3 separate regions of the Sus scrofa genome follow, and regions 1 and 3 are each linked to region 2. The links are chromatin contacts, called in public HiChIP or PLAC-seq and promoter capture Hi-C maps. All regions are on one chromosome and are shown on one strand. The core of a region is the stretch at or near the end of the contact, and the rest is flanking DNA. Distances in the headings are between cores, read along the strand shown. Region 1 holds the start of OSM (oncostatin-M). Region 2 holds the start of AP1B1 (AP-1 complex subunit beta-1). Region 3 holds the start of CCDC157 (coiled-coil domain-containing protein 157).

What was found. Promoter capture Hi-C pulls out the DNA fragments that hold promoters and counts their contacts. HiChIP or PLAC-seq counts read pairs in DNA pulled down with a chosen protein or histone mark.
Region 1: a contact with region 2 is called in an H3K27ac HiChIP or PLAC-seq map of alveolar macrophages. The contact joins the promoter of OSM here to the promoter of AP1B1 in region 2. A contact is called at or near these places in 1 of 5 promoter capture datasets (fetal liver), 1 of 47 Hi-C or Micro-C datasets (embryonic fibroblasts) and 1 of 2 datasets of contacts at active chromatin or transcription factors (alveolar macrophages).
Region 3: a contact with region 2 is called in a promoter capture Hi-C map of liver, with 6 times the contacts expected there. The contact joins the promoter of CCDC157 here to the promoter of AP1B1 in region 2. A contact is called at or near these places in 1 of 5 promoter capture datasets (liver) and 1 of 2 datasets of contacts at active chromatin or transcription factors (skeletal muscle).

What each region holds. Positions count from the first base shown.
Region 1 is chr14:47,245,548-47,248,247 of Sscrofa11.1, reverse strand. OSM (oncostatin-M) reads left to right here and starts at 1,412. Exons shown (of 3, transcript XM_001929161.4): 1 at 1,412-1,559. The coding sequence starts at 1,526. It overlaps LOC110256683 (a long non-coding RNA gene), which reads right to left and starts at 2,673. Exons shown (of 4, transcript XR_002338554.1): 1 at 2,279-2,673; 2 at 1,411-1,656; 3 at 1,217-1,339; 4 at 1-875.
Region 2 is chr14:46,518,808-46,521,507 of Sscrofa11.1, reverse strand. AP1B1 (AP-1 complex subunit beta-1) reads left to right here and starts at 1,333. Exons shown (of 22, transcript XM_013990391.2): 1 at 1,333-1,501.
Region 3 is chr14:47,334,193-47,336,892 of Sscrofa11.1, reverse strand. CCDC157 (coiled-coil domain-containing protein 157) reads right to left here and starts at 1,393. Exons shown (of 14, transcript XM_021074347.1): 1 at 1,261-1,393. SF3A1 (splicing factor 3A subunit 1) reads left to right here and starts at 1,445. Exons shown (of 16, transcript XM_003483452.4): 1 at 1,445-1,668. The coding sequence starts at 1,606.

The DNA of each region.
Region 1 (2,700 bases), core at 163-2,662, 730 kb before region 2:
AATACAAGTTTGTTGATGGCATAAATGACTGCGTGGGTGTGTCTGCAGGGGGAGAGCTGGTGGGAACAGCCTTCATGGTGATGACTGGTGCTGGGGTGGGGATGGTGGGAGGGTGCCTGTCTCTTCTTCCAGCCACTTTGGCTTTCCTAGTGCAGGCCTCACCGGTCGCCCCCAGGGACCCCAGCCTGGCTCCTCAGCCTTTGATACCCTGTTCCCCACAGAACTCCTTGGGCACAGGCTAAGACCCTCGTCTAGGTCCGGTGGACGTGCTGAAGCTGCAGGCACGGTGTGCCAGCCCTCTGCCCCGTCATCTGCCCTCTCTGGCCTCAGTGTATCCTCCAGTGAAGCAGCAGGCTGCCTCTGGAGGCGCTGTCTCCAGGGCCCCTTCATTCTGACGCCTGCAAGAAGCAGAGGACCAACCCAAGATCACTATCTTTCAGAGAAAGTGAAACCTGGTCCCCAACCGTCACCGCGGCGACTCCCCTTCTCTGGCTTCCCCTCTGAGCTCACAGCTTCCCCATCTCCTCCGCCCCCCACCCCGCCTCCCGACAGCTCGTACTTGGAATCAGACTTTCATCTTTCCTTTTGCCTTCAAAGGGCTCTTGCCTTTTATGTCCATGATGGCAGCAGCCCTGTGAGGTGGCCAGGAAATGCTTTTCAAATCCTCATTTTACAGGTGGCGGGGATGGTGGGGGTCTCGAAGGCCCAGAGAAGTTAAGCGACTTGCCTTGGATCTCACAGCATGTCAGTGGGCTTGAACCTGATCTCCTGTTTCTCTTGCTCCAAGTGCCTGGTTCTCCCCAGAGGGTCCTGTCTGTGGAGAAGGGGCCTGTTGTGGGCGATGGTCTGGGGATGGCTGGTTGTGTGCAGGGTGCCTGTTGGGGGAGAGGAGGTGGCTGGGAGTCCTGCTGGGGGATGCAGGTCCTGGGGCCATAACCACAATCTCGGGGCTGCCAGCCTGGGTCTGGCTCTTTGCCCAGAGCCCGGTGGTTTCCGCTCACAGATGTCCCAACAGCCCTGGCGGGAGGGCGGGAAGGGCACTCAAGAAGGAAGATGTCTCGCTCCCCTCAGCCCCAAACCACAGTGGCCTGTGAGGCTGAAGGCTCCCGAGCCGGGACTTTGCATCAGGCCCTCCAGGGGCCTGCTGGTGGACTCTCCCCTCCATCCCGGGCACAGCCTCCTACAGTGGGCATGGACCCCCTTGCTCCCTGCTCACCCCATAAAAGGCTGAGGCTGCGGTTTGCATCATCCTTGGGCGTGGGGCTGACCTCGAAGAACGAATTCGAAGAAAACAGGAGGAGGAGCAGGCATGCCACCGCGCCCAGCGCCCATTGGCCGCCTGTGGAAACTTTGGTTTTTGGGGTCATGTTCCCAGAAGGCCTGCCCTCCCCCCTCCCCCTCCCCACCCACCTCACGAGGTGTTGGCCAATCACCCCGGCGGGCATAAAGTGGCTGCCAGCCCGCAGGGCTCCCAGCCGGGAGGTGTCACCCCCAGCAGGCACAGGCCGGAGCTCGGTCACCCAGCATGCGGGCACAGTGTATTCGGAGGACACTGCTCAGTGAGTACTTCCTTCCTTCCCGCCGGGACCTGCTTGCTGTGCTCATGGGCGCCAGTGGGGAGCAGGGCCAGCTGCTGTCCTCTGGGAACTGGGGAGGCTGGACACGGGGCAGAAAGATGCTAAGAAAGGGAAAGAGCCAGAGGATCAGGCAAAGAGAGGGGTCCACTGAGAACACAGCATCTTCACAGGGTGGAGAAGGGTATCCCTGGAGGACTTCCAGGGGTAGGTGATATAGAGTCGACTCTGGGAGCAAGGGTTATGAGGGAAGGGGATCACAGCGGGAGAAGCTAGGGAAGCAGGAGGGAGGTGGGAGAAGTGCTGGGGCAGTGGAGGAAGCTGCAGAAGCTGAGCAGGACTGTGGTGTATTGTCTGGAAGGGCTGCGGGGCTTCCTTCTGGCCCCAATTCACAGGCTCTGGGATGGATGGTCACTATCGGCCAGGCCCCGGGGGCCCTGGAGCCCACACAATCACACAGCACATATAGCCACACCCACAGGGTGACAGACACACAGAGCCACGTGATGTCTTCCGGAGCCCTCAATCTCACCAATCTGGGAACCCCCGCATGCAGCCCCGGGGCCCCTGTGGTGGATGGGACAAAACGGCCCAGCTGTTCCCTCGAGCCTCACACAGACCCAGACACACACCCATGCAGACACCCTGCTCCCACGCGCACTCTGCTCACATCAGCCGCCCTGCCCGAGCCCAGCAGCAGATACCTGGGGGGGAGGGTGGCGAGGGGTGTCTTGTGGTCGCCGTGCCTGGGGACCTAGCCCCTCAGTCTCCTAGCAGCATCTTCCCCAAGGGGCCACAGTTCTTAGGAAGGGAAGTGGTGTCACTGCCTTCCGGGCCATTGCGCCACAGGCCCTTCCGACCACGTGGCTGCCAGGGCTCAGTGGGTGGGTCGGGGGAGGTGGGGGGAGCCGTAATTACCCGCCCCCCAGAATATTCTGGCTCACAGCATCCCTGGTGGGCCTGACAGAAGTGGCCACTTAGGGGGAGAGGAGAGAGGTGTGAGAGGTCAGCGGATGCGCTGGCCTTGGGTGACCTGAGCAAGCCCTTCTCCTTCAGTGCCTTTGTTTTTAGTAAAATGGGGGCCTGGACTAGAAGGCCTCACTCATCCTTTCCAGATGGAAGCTTC
Region 2 (2,700 bases), core at 84-2,583:
TAATACGTTTTGTAATATGAAACAATTGGTGACAACCCAAGTGAACAACTGTAGAGGTTTGTTTTTGAAAACAGTGATGCCGTCCATACAATAGAATCGCAGGTGTTGGAAAGCACCAAACAAAAATGTATTTCTTGGAGTTCCTGTCATGGAGCAGTGGAAACGAATCCGCCTAGGAGCAGTGATGTTGCGGGTTCGATCCCTGGCCTCACTCAGTGGGTTAAGGATCCTGCGTTGCTGCGGCTGTGGTGTAGGCCAGCAGCTGTAGCTTGGATTCTACCCTTAACCTGGGAACCTCCATATACTGAGGGTGCAGCCCTAAAAGTTAAAAAAAAAAAAAAAAAACTCTAAATATATTTCTTGCTTTAGAAGACTTTTACCAATATCTTGGTGAGGTAAAAATACCAAATGATGTGTTGAGTCTGGAAGGATATTCACCAAAATATTAAGAATGAGTGTACAGCAGAAATTGGCACAATATTGTAAATCAACTATACTTTAATTTTAAGAAATGATTGTCTCCGGAAATGGGATTGCAGATGATTTCTCTCCTTTTGCTTACTAGTATATTTCCGTTTCTCTACAATGCAAATATTTGTCCAGTAAACATTTTTAAAGAGTAATGATTAATTAATATTTTAATGAGGATAATCAGATGGAATTCCCATTGTGGCTCAGCAGGTTAAGAACCCAACTAGTATTCATGAGGATTCTGGTTCTATCCGTGGCCTAGCTCAGTAGGTTAAGGATCTGGCATTGCCAGAAGCTGCGGCATTGGTTGCAGATGCCACTCGGATCTGGTGTTGCTATGGCTGCAGCACAGGCCACAGCTGCAGCTCCGATTAGACCCCTAGTCCAGGAATTTCCATATGCCCTAAGTGCAGCGGTAAAAAAAAAAAAAAAAAAAAAAGAAAGAAAGAAATTATCCAGGAGGAGAAAGTTTAATAATACCAGAGTTGGGAGTGAGATTGCTATAGCAACTGAAGTCCTGATTAACCCAGCCAAAAGGAGGATGGGACATCATTAAGCTCTCCTTGGAAGGTCTAAGGTTTTCTCTTACAACGCGGAATTCCTTCATAAAGTAAGCGATCTTGAGCAAAACTTGCCCCTCTCAGAGTCTAGTTTACCCGTCTGTAACGACCTTTTCCATCTTCATCATGTTAAACTACGTAACGGCTTATCTGTCTAATCTTTCTCTGGCTCTACAGTGGCTGAGAACGACATGTCGGAGGAGGGTTAATTCCCGCCGGCCCCGCCCTCCTGGCCACGCCCTCACGGGCCCCACCCCCGCCCGGGTTGAACCCTTGACCCCGCCCCCAGGCCCTGCGTCCACCGGAAGTGCCCGAGCGCGGGCAGCTCACTTCCGCCCGGCAGGTGACAGCCGCGGGGCTCGGAGCGGCTGGCGGCACGGACGCACCGGGAGAGTGGGACGACAAGGCCGCGGACGTTTTACTGCAGAGTGGAGCCGCGCCGTGGCGCCGGGAGCCGTTTGGACCTGCGGGTGAGGAGGCGGGGAGCCCGGCGAGGCCGGAGAAGAGATGGGGCAGGGAGTCGGGGGGTCTGAGGTGAGGGGTTTGTGGGGTCAGAGGTCACGGAGAGGACGAGGCGCTAGAGGAGCTAGAGTGGCTTCCCAGGCCGCGTTGAGGCAGAAGGGCTGCGGGTTCATTCATTCTCGGCCGCTTGGCCTCCCGCCTCCACCCCAGGTCCGCAGTCCCTCTGGGGGCGCCCTCCTGGAGAGACTCCTAGACTTAGGCCCCAGGGAGCCTGCGCTTGGCCAAACAGGAAACTTCTCTTCGGGTCCTGGTTCCCTCTGCATTCTTACCCCCATGGCCAGCCTGAGTCTTCCTCCTCGTTCAGGGCCTTATCTCTTTGCCAAGGTTTGAAAAGAAAAAAAAATAAAAATAAATTAAGGAGCAGCCCGCGCTGCCTGCTCTGGGGTAGGGTTGGGTTTGGTCTGTACTTAGGCGCCTCACCAACAAGTTAACTGGGGACACCTGTAATAAATGCCAAAACTACTGATAAAATGCTAGCTGCTGATTAATTGAGCTCTTACTGTGTACCAGGCATTATGTTAAGTACTCGTAATGCAGCATTTAAATTTCCCAGCAACCTTTGTGAGGTAGCTGCTGTTGTTATCTCCATTTCACCTCCGAGTAAAATGCACAGAGAGGTTAAGTCACACCTGTAAGGTCAATCGGGTGGTGTAGGCAAGAGTCAGAATTTCTACCCAGGTTCTCAGGAACGTGCAAAGTGCAGAGACCAAAGAGAGGCTGGAGCAAGATTGGAGTGTAGGAGCTATTTAATATCTTTAGCTGCCATTATATTTACTTGCATCTATATAAAGATGTAGCCTTATTGCTTCTTGTCTAACCTTCATAAGGAGCATTTGATTCACTTTATTTAGGATGAAACAGTTTTGCAGGTCGTTGCTTTTCAGGGCAAGAGTTTTTCCTGACTATTGGGTACTGTGAGACATCAGATAGGCTATGGATGAAACTAATTTAATAATATCCAGAACCTCCCTTGAGAGTGGTTGAGCTGCATTCTTTTTGGAGTAAAGAGGAACTACATGACCCCTTAGAGGAATCTTTTGGCCCTGGGTTCTTGAAGAATATTCCCAAGGGAAAGGTCTGTGTCTCTCTAAGAAAAATGCAGGTCCCCTGACTTCTTGGCTAGAAAGTGCACATCTTGCCTGAAAGA
Region 3 (2,700 bases), core at 144-2,643, 820 kb before region 2:
CTTCTGTCTCTTGAGCCCTAGGACCTTACCCTTCAGGTAAAGATCATACCTACTTCCTGGCCAGTGTACCCTTGGAAACTCTAAAACCATTTATGTGGCAGTGTCAGTCTGACTCAGGATTGCTAACTGCCCGGGTCCCAGGAGATACTGAAGGAATTCCAGTGTAGACAAAGAAGTAACTGATTGCACTTGCAGAGGAGTAAGAATGGCCTGGGTTTGGATTCGTACTGTGCTATGTGAATTGAGGATGTGAACCTCACTGTCCTCATCCATAAATAAGTTGCTATAAGAAATAAAGTAATGTAGGAGTAATCTGAATAAGAACCATGAGGTTGCAGGTTTGATCCCTGGCCTTGCTCAGTGGGTTAAGAATCTGGTGTTGCCATGAGCTGTGGTGTAGGTTGCAGACGCGGCTCGGATCCCTCGTTGCTGTGGCTCTGGTGTAGGCCAGTGGCTACAGCTCTGATTAGACCCCTAGCCTGGGAACCTCCATATGCTATGGGAGTGGCCCTAGAAAAGGCAAAAAGACAAAAAAAAAAAAAAAAAAAAAAAGAAAGAAAGAAAGAAATAATGTAATGTAATGTAATGCATGTAGTGTTGGGCACAGGGTCTGACCCATGGTATATGTTCAAAAAGCCCTAGCAAACATTATCATTCTACATTAATAATAACAATGACATAAACCAACTATGGTGTGTAAATAAGGAAGAAAGGCGGGGAGGAGAATTGGGAGGGTATCCTTTCCTATCACTCCCCCATTTCATAGGTGAAGAAATTGAAAGCAAGGGTTCAGAGAGAGCCACATTACAGAGTTAAGAGGGAAGAGAGGGTCTCAGGAAAGGAAGCGAAAAGGGCGGGATTGGAAGTGACGGAGGGAGGAGTGGGGAGTGAGGGAAGAGATTTCACAGGCACAAACCTCCGGGCGTGAGAGGTTGAGCCTAAAGAAGGCGGCCAGATTTGAGCTAGTCCACGGAATTTCAAGGCCTAACTATGGAAGGCAGGGGTGGAACCTGGAAAAGGCAAGACCAGAGGGAAATAGTACCAGAGGGAATTAGGGATTGATATTTGGGAAGGAGGTGGTGGCCTGAAGCAAAAAGAGGCTGGGGGACGAGGTTTTGGCCAAATGGGAGGCCAAAGAGAGGGAGCGGGGGCCTTGGAAAGCGAGGGTCAGAGGGAGAGGAATACTCTGGTAAAGGAGAGGGGGGCCAGGGCCGTGGGGGGCGTGAGAGGACGTCGGAAGGGGAATGTAAAACGTCTCACCAGTCTCTGGAGTCGCAGCCTCAGCCCGTGTCTGCTCCGCTCATGGAACTGCCCCCCCGGAGCGACTGTAGCTTGTGGGAGCCTCAGCAAACCCTAGCCTGGTTCCTCGACCGCTGCCATGGCAACAGCGTCGGGAGCTGGCTGCTCCCGTAAGGGGAGGGGCGGGAAATTACGTCACGGGGATGGGCGTGCCCGGAAGTACGTCAGCCTCTTCCCCTCGGCGGCGACAGGCGAGTCGCCGCCGCCATCTTGCGGGCTTGTGTCATAGTCCGTGCGGGGAAACCGCTTTGACGCCTCACTGCTCACTTACGCCCAGGCGGACTGGCAGCCCTGAGCGTCGCCGTCATGCCCGCCGGACCCGTGCAGGCGGTGCCTCCACCGCCGCCCGCGGCCACCGAGCCCAAACAGGTACAGCCACCCCCGCATCTCCACCGGCAACTGAGCCTAGGCCTGAGCCCTCCCCTCCGGCGCGGGCGCTTCTCACTCGCGGAGGAAGTAGCAGCCGTTTAGGAGGGCTTGGAGGAACTCCAAGTCCCAGGAGGCAGCGCGCTTCCCGCCTGCCTTCTAGTAGCGAAACAAGCCTGCTTGGAACAGTGGTTTTCAAAGTGTAGTCCGTGGAAAGTGTAGCATCGCCTGGGAGCTTATTAGAAATGCTGAGTTTCCACTTCTTCTAAATCAGAATCTGCATTTTTTTTTTTTTGGCTTTTTAGGGCCGCACCCGTGGCATATGGACGTTCCCAGGCTAGGGGTCTAATCGGACCTGTAGCTGCAAGCCTTTACCACAGGCACAGCAAGGCAGGATCCAGTCCTCATCTGCAACCTCTACCACAGCTCAAGGCAACGCTGGATCCTTAACCCGCTGAGCAGGGCCAGGGATCGAACATGCGTCCTCATGTATGCTAGTCAGATTCGTTAACCACTGAGCCACAATGGGAACTCCAGAATCTGCATTGTAACAAGACCCAAAGGTGATTCACTGAAGTTTGAGAATCACTAATCCAGCGCATCCACTGGTCTTCTGCAGTAATTGGGCCCACTGGCCCCCACAAGCCTTTGACAGGAATCCTTAATTTCCCAGCCTGCATGGTGCCACTTTGTTAAATTCTCAGCATCTCCTTTGTGCTTCCTTTAAGCTAGATACTGTACCAGGCTTTGTCTTTACCTTAATGAATGAAGCACAACTCCTGCTTTAGGGAACTAGTGGGGAGACAGATATAAGTGAATACTCAATAAGTGTTTATTGCCTCAATCACCTTAAATGATACAGTTCCAGCCAGCCTTTAAACATCTTAATCAGCTAAGGAGGAAAGATGTGTATAGATAATTGCAGTGTGATATAAGTATCAAGTGCAAAGGAGACATTAATTCTGATCAACATTGCTTTGGTGGGATAGAGGAGAGATTAAGATAGATGAAGCCCATGGGAGTGAGAGGTAAATT